Linked DNA regions of Sus scrofa: region 1 is linked to region 2. A link is a contact called in public HiChIP or PLAC-seq data. All regions are on one chromosome and are shown on one strand. Each heading gives the region's core, a stretch centred on a gene start, on an enhancer-like site or on the middle of the called end of the contact. The rest is flanking DNA. Distances are from core to core; before and after follow the strand shown.

Region 1 (4,248 bases), core at 257-2,756, 77 kb before region 2:
CAAAATGAAACCTGAATGGCCAATACATGTATGAGAAGATGCTCACTCAATAGTAATCTGGTAAATGTAAATTGGCACCATTTTTCACACATCAACGTAAACATAGATGTGTAAGTGGGGCAATTCCTCGAGTGTCTAAGGATGTGGGAGGAGGAAACGTTCATACTCAGCTAGTGGCATGTGTGTTGTACAGACACTTTGGAGGAAAATTTTGCAATACCAAGTGCAGGTAAAGGTGCTTACATTTTGCCCCAGAATTCTAGACACTCATTCTAGTGACGCTCTTATGTATTTGCACCATAAACACTGCCATCAGCATTGATTATAAGAGCAAAATGAGAGGTCCATCAACAAGGACATAAATAAAGTGTCATATATGTTAGAAGTATGGCTAGCAGTTAAAATGAATAAGCTAGAATTAAATATCATAGATATGTATATAATATAGAATACCTCTCTCTCTGCCATAATATGAGTGAAAAAATCAAGCTACTGAATGACAGGTAGAACCAAGTTTGAAAATATGCACAACAGTGCTATTAGTTTTATATGGATACATATGCATGTAGCAAGAGTCTAAGATGACTTAAAGGAATAGACATCACGTTGAGCGTAGTTTGTGCCTACTAATGCTGAGGGCAGGGTAAAAGGGGGCTATACAACAAATTTTGTTTAAAATTTTTGGGGATAAACATGGGATAATGTTAGAATTTTATTTAAATGGATTGTGGGAATGTATATTGTTCACTTTACTATTCACTATGTTGAAATGGTTCATGATTAAAATACACACATATACAAAACCCTTGTTATTGGTGTTCTGTGATTCAACATGCTTCATGGTTCATTTAAAGTAGGATACAGAGAAGAGACCAGAGGAACTTTGGAAAAGATATTTCAAATATCCTGCAAATGATGGGTTGGTCCATAGCAGTACCTTTGAACCTTGATTTGGTGCAAAACAGATTCTTAGTCAGTAGATAAGAAAATCTACCTAATTAGTGCATTTCCCAGGGAGCTTTATGGTATTAGCCAGCAAAGACTGCTGCTTTAATTGAGACAGTGATGCCACTTAATTGGAACACCTGAATGAGATTAAGGGCTACTCAGATAAGGTCAACTCATTTCCCCTGTGCCCAGAGTGCTCCTGCATCTCTGCCTTCTTGCTGGCAACCTCTGCCAATTGGATGAACCTGAGCCAGATGCTTTGGGTGTCCTTCATAACTCACTTCATGGAATGATTTAAATACCTTTCCATATGTTTCAGAGAGTATTCTGAAACACATTGGCATGCTGATTCTACTGATAAATTTAGAACTCATTACATTGAGGCCCTAGACATTTGCATTGCTTTTAACTTGTTGACCAACAGTTTAATATATAATAAATGAAATAAATTTATAATTATGTTGGAACTCAATAATGTACTTCAGTTGATTATATCTGTATTAGTCAGGCTGAGAGAGAGAGAGTCAGGAGAGATGTTTTAAAAAAAAGAATTGGCTCACACAATCGAGGCCAACAAGTCCCAAGATCTGAGGTCAGCAAATGAGAGATCCAGAAGAGCTGATGGTACAGCTCCAAATTGAAAGTCAGCAGGCTAGAGATCCAGGAAAAGCTGATGTTTCAAAGTCCAGAGGCCAGGAAAGACCAGTTTCCCAGCTCAAGACAGGCAGGAGGAAATTCCCTCTTACTCAGCCTTTTGGTTCAACTTAGGCCTTCAACTGACTGGACAAGGCCCACCAACATAGGGTAATATGATAGTCCATGCTTGACCTATTCAAATACTATTCAAATACTAACCTTGTCCAGAAACCTTCAAAGACACATCCTGAATAATGTTTAAGCATATAAACACCAAAGGACACTAAAATTAACACATTAAATTAACATAACAACATTTTTTTTTTTTTTGTCTTTTTAGGGCCGTACCCATGGCATATGGAGGTTCTCAGGAGAGGGGTTGAATTGGAGCTGTAGCTGCTGGCCTATGCCACAGCCACAGCAAAGTGGGATCCAAGCTGCATCTGTGACCTACACCACAGCTCACAGCAACACCGGATCCTTAATCCACTGAGCAAGGTCAGGGATCAAACCTGCATCCTCATGGATGCCAGTCAGATACGTTTCTGCTGAGCCATGACAGGAACTCCAGCAATGTCTTTTGACCTGAATTTAAGATCATTTCACAAGGCTTCTTGACAAAGTGGTTTCCATTACGAAAATGTACTTACATTCCTCCATTAACAAAAGAAAGTGCTTGAATTCCTCCATAGAAATCAGTGTAGTATTTTTTTGGCCACACTCACAGCACATGGACGTTCCTAGGGCAGGGAGTGAACCCATGCCACAGCAGTGACCTAAGCCACTGCAGTGACAATACCAGATCCTTAACCTGCTGCACCACAAGGGAACTCCCAGGGTATTATTAATGTAGAGGAAAACTCAAAAACATTGACATTAATTTATTAACATTTTCATAACTGTATTATTACCAACTATTTTTGTGCATGGGCCAGTTTCTTGATCCGAAATAGGAGAGGATTGGAAGTGACTGTTATGCGCCCATCCAGCTCTGTGAGTCTGTACTCTTTGGTTTTTTCATCAACATATGGAAATTGGAATGTGGCTGACATTGGCACGTCTGCTGCCACCATGAACACAAGTTGCTTTTGCAGGTGTATCGTGGAAGGTGGTCTCAATTATTTACAGTTCTACCTCATATTTAATTCCCTTGGTGCATATAATGCTAGTTTAGAGTGAGTGAGGCTTGGACTTCAAGCAGTTAATCTTTTCTTTTTTTTAGGGCCACACCTGTGGCATATGGAAGTTCCCAGACTAGGGGTCGAACTGGAGCTGCAGCTGCTGGCCTACACCACAGCTCATGGCAATGACATGTCAGTCATAGCAACACTGGATCCAAGCCACATCTGTGACCTATACTGCAGCTTCTAGCAAGGCCAGATCCTTAACCCACTGAGCGAGGCCAGGGATCGAACCTGCATCCTCACTGACACTGTATTAGGTTCTTAAACCCACTGAGCCACAGCAGGAACTCCTCCCTGAGCAAAGTTAATCTTATGAGGTTCTATCACTTTTATAAAGTGCCATGTGAATTCACATTATGGAAGAGTAATTCTCATAGTAAAAATGGGTGACTTTAAATAAACCAGGTACTAGCTAGATAGTACTGTAGGGAGTTAGGGTGGGTTTTTTCTGTTTCTGTTTTTAGAGAGCATCACATACAATAGCTTTTGGTTAATTTTTTACTAATGCACATTACATAGTCAAAAAATCAGAATGTGACTATGTGATGAGTTTTTGGGGCTGTTCTAGGTCAAACTTTATTAGTGCAGGTGTTTGAGTTGTCATCAAGAAAATTGTATTCAGAGGACTCAGTGTCTGACTGAATCAAGTGGACAGGAGTCAGAACCATTTTGGCAGTTCTGCCATTCTTGTGAGGATAAGTTAGAATGTGCTAAACTAATTTTCACTCATGAGTACTTTATATACCTTGTATATAGTTTCAACAAGTCAGTGGGTCTTCAGTGTGTTGAATAGTTTACAAAGTTTTCCTGGACCTTCCCAAACCGAATAATGTCACCTTTCATTTTCTCTGTCTCTCCCTCTCTCTCTCTCTCTTTTTTTTTTTTTGGCTTTTTAGGGCTGCACCTGTGGTATGTGGAAGTTTCCAGGCTAGGGATCCAATCAGAGCAATAGCTGCCAGCCTATATCACAGCCAATGCAGGATCCAAGCTGCGTCTGCAGCCTACACCACAGCCATGGCATCACCGGATCCTTAACCCACTGAGTGAGGCCAGGGATTGAACATGCAACCTCATGGATACTAGTTGAGTTCTTAACCCACTGAGCCACAAAAGCAACTCCCGCCACCTTTCATTTATTAGCAAAGTCTACTCCTTATTGTTACCCATCTCCCCAGACTAACAAAACACAAGCATATCTGAGCTCCAACACAGTTCTTTTAGACATTTTTGTTTACATTAAAGGCATTAATTCTTGAACATAGGCTGAAAGCTTGAACATAAGCATTTCAAACAGACATGCTTCGGTGCAGAAAGAAGAAAAGTATATTGAAATAAAAAAGAAAGGACTATTCAGAAAGCATTTCAAACAGACATGCTTCGGTGCAGAAAGAAGAAAAGTATATTGAAATAAAAAAGAACGGACATATTCAGAAAAATAAGAGAATCTGGAGGAGACACTGGCAAACCTATTATATTGGAA
Region 2 (3,984 bases), core at 1,025-3,524:
ATTTATTCCTCCCCTCATGTTTCCCCTTTGGTAACTGTGAGTTTGATTTTGAAACCTGTGAGTCTGTTTCGTGAATAAGTTCATTCATACCATTGTTTAAATTAGATTCCATTTACAAGTAATATTACATACTATGGAATATTAGCCATAAAAAAGAATGAAATAATACCATTTGCAGCAACATGGATGGACCTAGAGATTATCATACTAAGTCAAATAAATCAAAGACAAATGTATGATATCGCTTATATGTAAACAGCCTTTTAATATTTATTGACAAGTCAAGAATTCATTAGATGCATTGATTTTAGATGTCTGAGGCACATAGTTTTTCTCTGTGGTTAAATTATATCAAAACAATAGAAACACCTTTCCTGCGTCTATTTAAGAAGTCTTTTATATCCTTAGAGTAAGTTCTTTTATCTTTTTTTTTTTTTTTTTTTGGTCTTTTTGTCCTTTTAGAGCTGCACCTGTGGCATATGGAAGTTCCCAGGCTAGGGGTCGAATTGGAGCTGTAGCTGCCAGCCTACACCAAAGCCACAGCAATGCGGGATACGAGCCGCATCTGCAACCTACACCACAGCTCACGGCAATGCCAGATCCTTAACCCACTGAGCAAGGCCGGGGATTGAACCGATAACCTTAGGGTTCTTAGTTGGATTCATTGCTGCTGCGCCTTGATGGGAATTCCTATCTTTGTATTTTCATCTGGAGCAACACCGTTACAATTCACCCTTGGGTCTCTGGATCTCCAGGAGGAGAGTGTTCTTTCTTGGCTTATTCCTCTTCTTTTCCTGGTAGGTCTTTGCTCACTAACACAGATATGACTTGGTCAGCGAATGAATTATTTTACTCTGGGAGTTTACAAAATACAATTTAGGCACATCTAAGTAATCCTTGGGTTAGTACTCATAAAAGTTATTATTTACAGTTTGGCAATAAAGATTTGCTTAAGTTGGTCATGAATATGTTTTTTGATAACAATAAAAACTGTTATTATTATTTTATTAGAACAAACATCATTCACTTTTAGTTCCAATGAGAGGTTTTCTCTTGTATTTAATAATTCGTGTCACATTTTGTCTGGCCCTCAATCCGCTGACTAATTAAATGAGTGGCTTGGATTAAATGATCCCTATAGTATAGTCGATTATATGATTCTAAACTTTGAGAAGGAAATGAAATTTTTTTTTGTCCTTTTTTTTTTTTTTTAGGGCCACACACATGGCATATGAAAGTTCCCAGGCTAGGGACTGAATCGGAGCTACAGCTGCTGGCCTGCACGACAGCCACAACTCACAGCAACACCAGATCCTTAACCCAGTGAGTGAGGTTAGGGATCGAACCTACATCCTCATGGATACTAGTTGGGTTTGCTACTACTGAGCCATGATGGGAACTCACATGGAAATGAAATTTTAAAAAATTTTAAAGCCAAGCCACAATATACACTCACACACACACACACACACACACACACACACACACACATGCACATGCACACATGTGCATGTAAAATGGTTGAAATCTGAAAAGGTGGCTAGATTGCATCAATGTCAATTTTCTGCTTGTGATATTGTACTATAGTTTTTGCAAGATATCCCCATTAGGGAAAAATGGATGAGGATATATTAGATATCTCTGTATTATTTCTTATAAAAACATGAATCTATAATTATCTCGAAATAGAAAATTAAAAAATAAAACTATAGAGTGTGATAACATGACATTGGAAGCAAATAGGCTTTGCTTGACCACAAATTGGCTTAAACAGATTAGTTAGCCTTTCTTGAAAGTCAGTTTCTTTGTCAGCCTTAAAGTGGGAATATGAATTCCTACCTAATGGGATTATCAGAAAGATTGTACAAGATAATGTGTGTAAATATCCCTAGTAGTTCATGTTCCATGATAGTATTCAATAAATCTTGGTTACTTTTCCCATTGCTGCTTCTCTGCTCTGGAAAAGAAACTAGGACAAGCAGCCTTGCTGCAGCTCTGCTAGAAAAGATGACAGATGACCTGAAGCCGAAGATGGTTTAGAAGTATACCTTAGTGAGATGAACCTCATAGCAGTGTAGTGAGTAATGCTGTTATATAACTTTCACAAGTCACCAGGCAGATCAGCTAACACAGCTTGGCACAGTTTGCTGATAAAATAAAATAACAAGGCAGCTTCCCAACCCATCCCGAGTCAGGGAATCCTAACACAGCAGCCGAAGTCCAAATCCAGAATGACTACATAGGCCTTGGAGCTTTGGCGTTTCAGTTGACTCAGACATGCAGTACATCTATGTAAGTGGAAAAAAACAAAAGCACTTTCTCTCTGGCTGGCCCCCTGAATAACTGCCCCCGAGGGGCCTGGAGAAGCTTTCTTTCCCTTGCAAAAATCCTTAATCATGTCCCCCACATATGAGTTTTCCATGCAGCTGCACAGATGAGAACTAGGGAGAGACTGAGGAAAACAGACACGTCTTGGTGCTGAAGTTGTGATTGTTGAGTGAATGGCCAAGATGTGTCTCCCACACGTCTCCTAAAATGTCTAGAGTTTCCCAGGGCTCTGTCCTCACCCTTGATCTGATGAATGTTTTTGTCAGTGAGTTGGACAGAAACACCGAAGGCAAGCCCACCAAATTTTTGAATGATATCAGCATAAAAAGAGAGTCTGGGGACAGAACTACAATTTTTTTAATGATTTTGGCATGCTCCAGGGCACTAAACTGCTCACAGTAAGTTGTAATTTAATAGGGGTGATGTTGAAGCCTGCACGTCAAAATCAAAAGCAGAGTATAGGTTAGGAAAGGCTTAGATTGACAAGGGTTTTATATGAAAAAGATGTAGAGATTTTATTAGACTATAGGAAAGGCAACAGAATGAGCCAACAGAATGATGTGGCTGCATTTAAAAAAAAAAAAAAAGAGGTTAGGGACCAGAAAAAGGTAAGTGATCTTTCTACTTCATGTAAATTGCACTAGTTAGACAATACTCCTTGTGTGGTATTCAGTCTAAGTCCAAATTTAAGAAAGATATTGACAGATTTGAGTCGGTCACCAAGGGAAGGAAGGAAAAAGGTGGGCCAAGTTTTAAAAATCCAAAAACTGTATTGTCAAAGAATGATTGCAGGAAAATAAGGATACTCAGCTATCTTTTAGTTACCATACAGAAAAAGGGTGAACTTGTCTATTTTGCTCTGAAAGGCAGAAGCAGGACTAATGAGAGTCCATGGAGATAGATTTTGGCTCAGCAGAAGGAAAATTTTTCAAATAATTGCAACAGTTTGGTGACGAAAAAGACTACTTCATTAGATCGTGAGCATCTTTTCACTGGAAACATTTAAGCTAAGGCCAGAGGAGTGTCAGTCTGGGATTCTGAAGACTCCCAGCATTAAACAAGAGCATTGGGTGGGTGACCTTTGAGGTCACTTCTAATTCCCATAGTCTATGATTTAAGTAAGCATGAATGCCAAGGCTGCTTATGACCACTTTTTCAACTCTTGGCTCTGATTCTGACCAGCTGTGTGACCTTCAGCTAAGCAATTAACCATTTCTTCTTCCAGTTTCCTCATCCATCAAACAAAGGAGCTGGATTTAACGATGCCTGAGTTCTCCCCAGTCCACATGCCTCCTTGAGCATCCTTGTAACTATAGCGTGTTGGAAGCGTAGAGTTCGAGCTGATGCCTACCATGTGTTTCTAAGTTATCTTGCAGGGAGAAGGCTTAAAGACCAAAAACCATTGTTGATTCTGGGGGCCACGGAACTAACCTGATTTCTTGTTGGCAGGAGAATGGGTGATTGAGGTCCTGGAATTTGTTCCCATGGGATCTGTGGCAGGAAGCTGGTTAAAGAACTGATGATCTTGTTTCTCTCAAACACCTGTACATTCTGGCTGAGTTCAGCAGTGCCCTTACAAATGGCTTAGAAGAGATGAAGTTCACGTGACCATTGCAATGTAGTTCTGTCTTTTACAAAGCAAACCATTGTTCTTTA

The links. HiChIP or PLAC-seq counts read pairs in DNA pulled down with a chosen protein or histone mark.
Region 1: an H3K27ac HiChIP or PLAC-seq map of skeletal muscle shows a contact between it and region 2. The contact joins two enhancer-like sites. A contact is called at or near these places in 2 of 47 Hi-C or Micro-C datasets (embryonic fibroblasts and skeletal muscle) and 2 of 2 datasets of contacts at active chromatin or transcription factors (alveolar macrophages and skeletal muscle).

The regions. Positions count from the first base shown.
Region 1 is chr9:126,114,654-126,118,901 of Sscrofa11.1, reverse strand. The region is part of intron 1 of FAM129A (protein Niban-like); the gene reads left to right. Among named protein-coding and RNA genes, the nearest start is that of FAM129A, 56 kb to the left of the region's middle. Within about 2 kb of position 1,506, at least 2 of the 83 cell types and tissues checked have an H3K27ac peak or open chromatin away from gene starts, as enhancers often do. A contact at or near this core is called in skeletal muscle, where this site is marked.
Region 2 is chr9:126,038,626-126,042,609 of Sscrofa11.1, reverse strand. All of the region lies in intron 5 of FAM129A (protein Niban-like), which reads left to right. Among named protein-coding and RNA genes, the nearest start is that of EDEM3, 58 kb to the right of the region's middle. Within about 2 kb of position 2,274, at least 18 of the 83 cell types and tissues checked have an H3K27ac peak or open chromatin away from gene starts, as enhancers often do. A contact at or near this core is called in skeletal muscle, where this site is marked.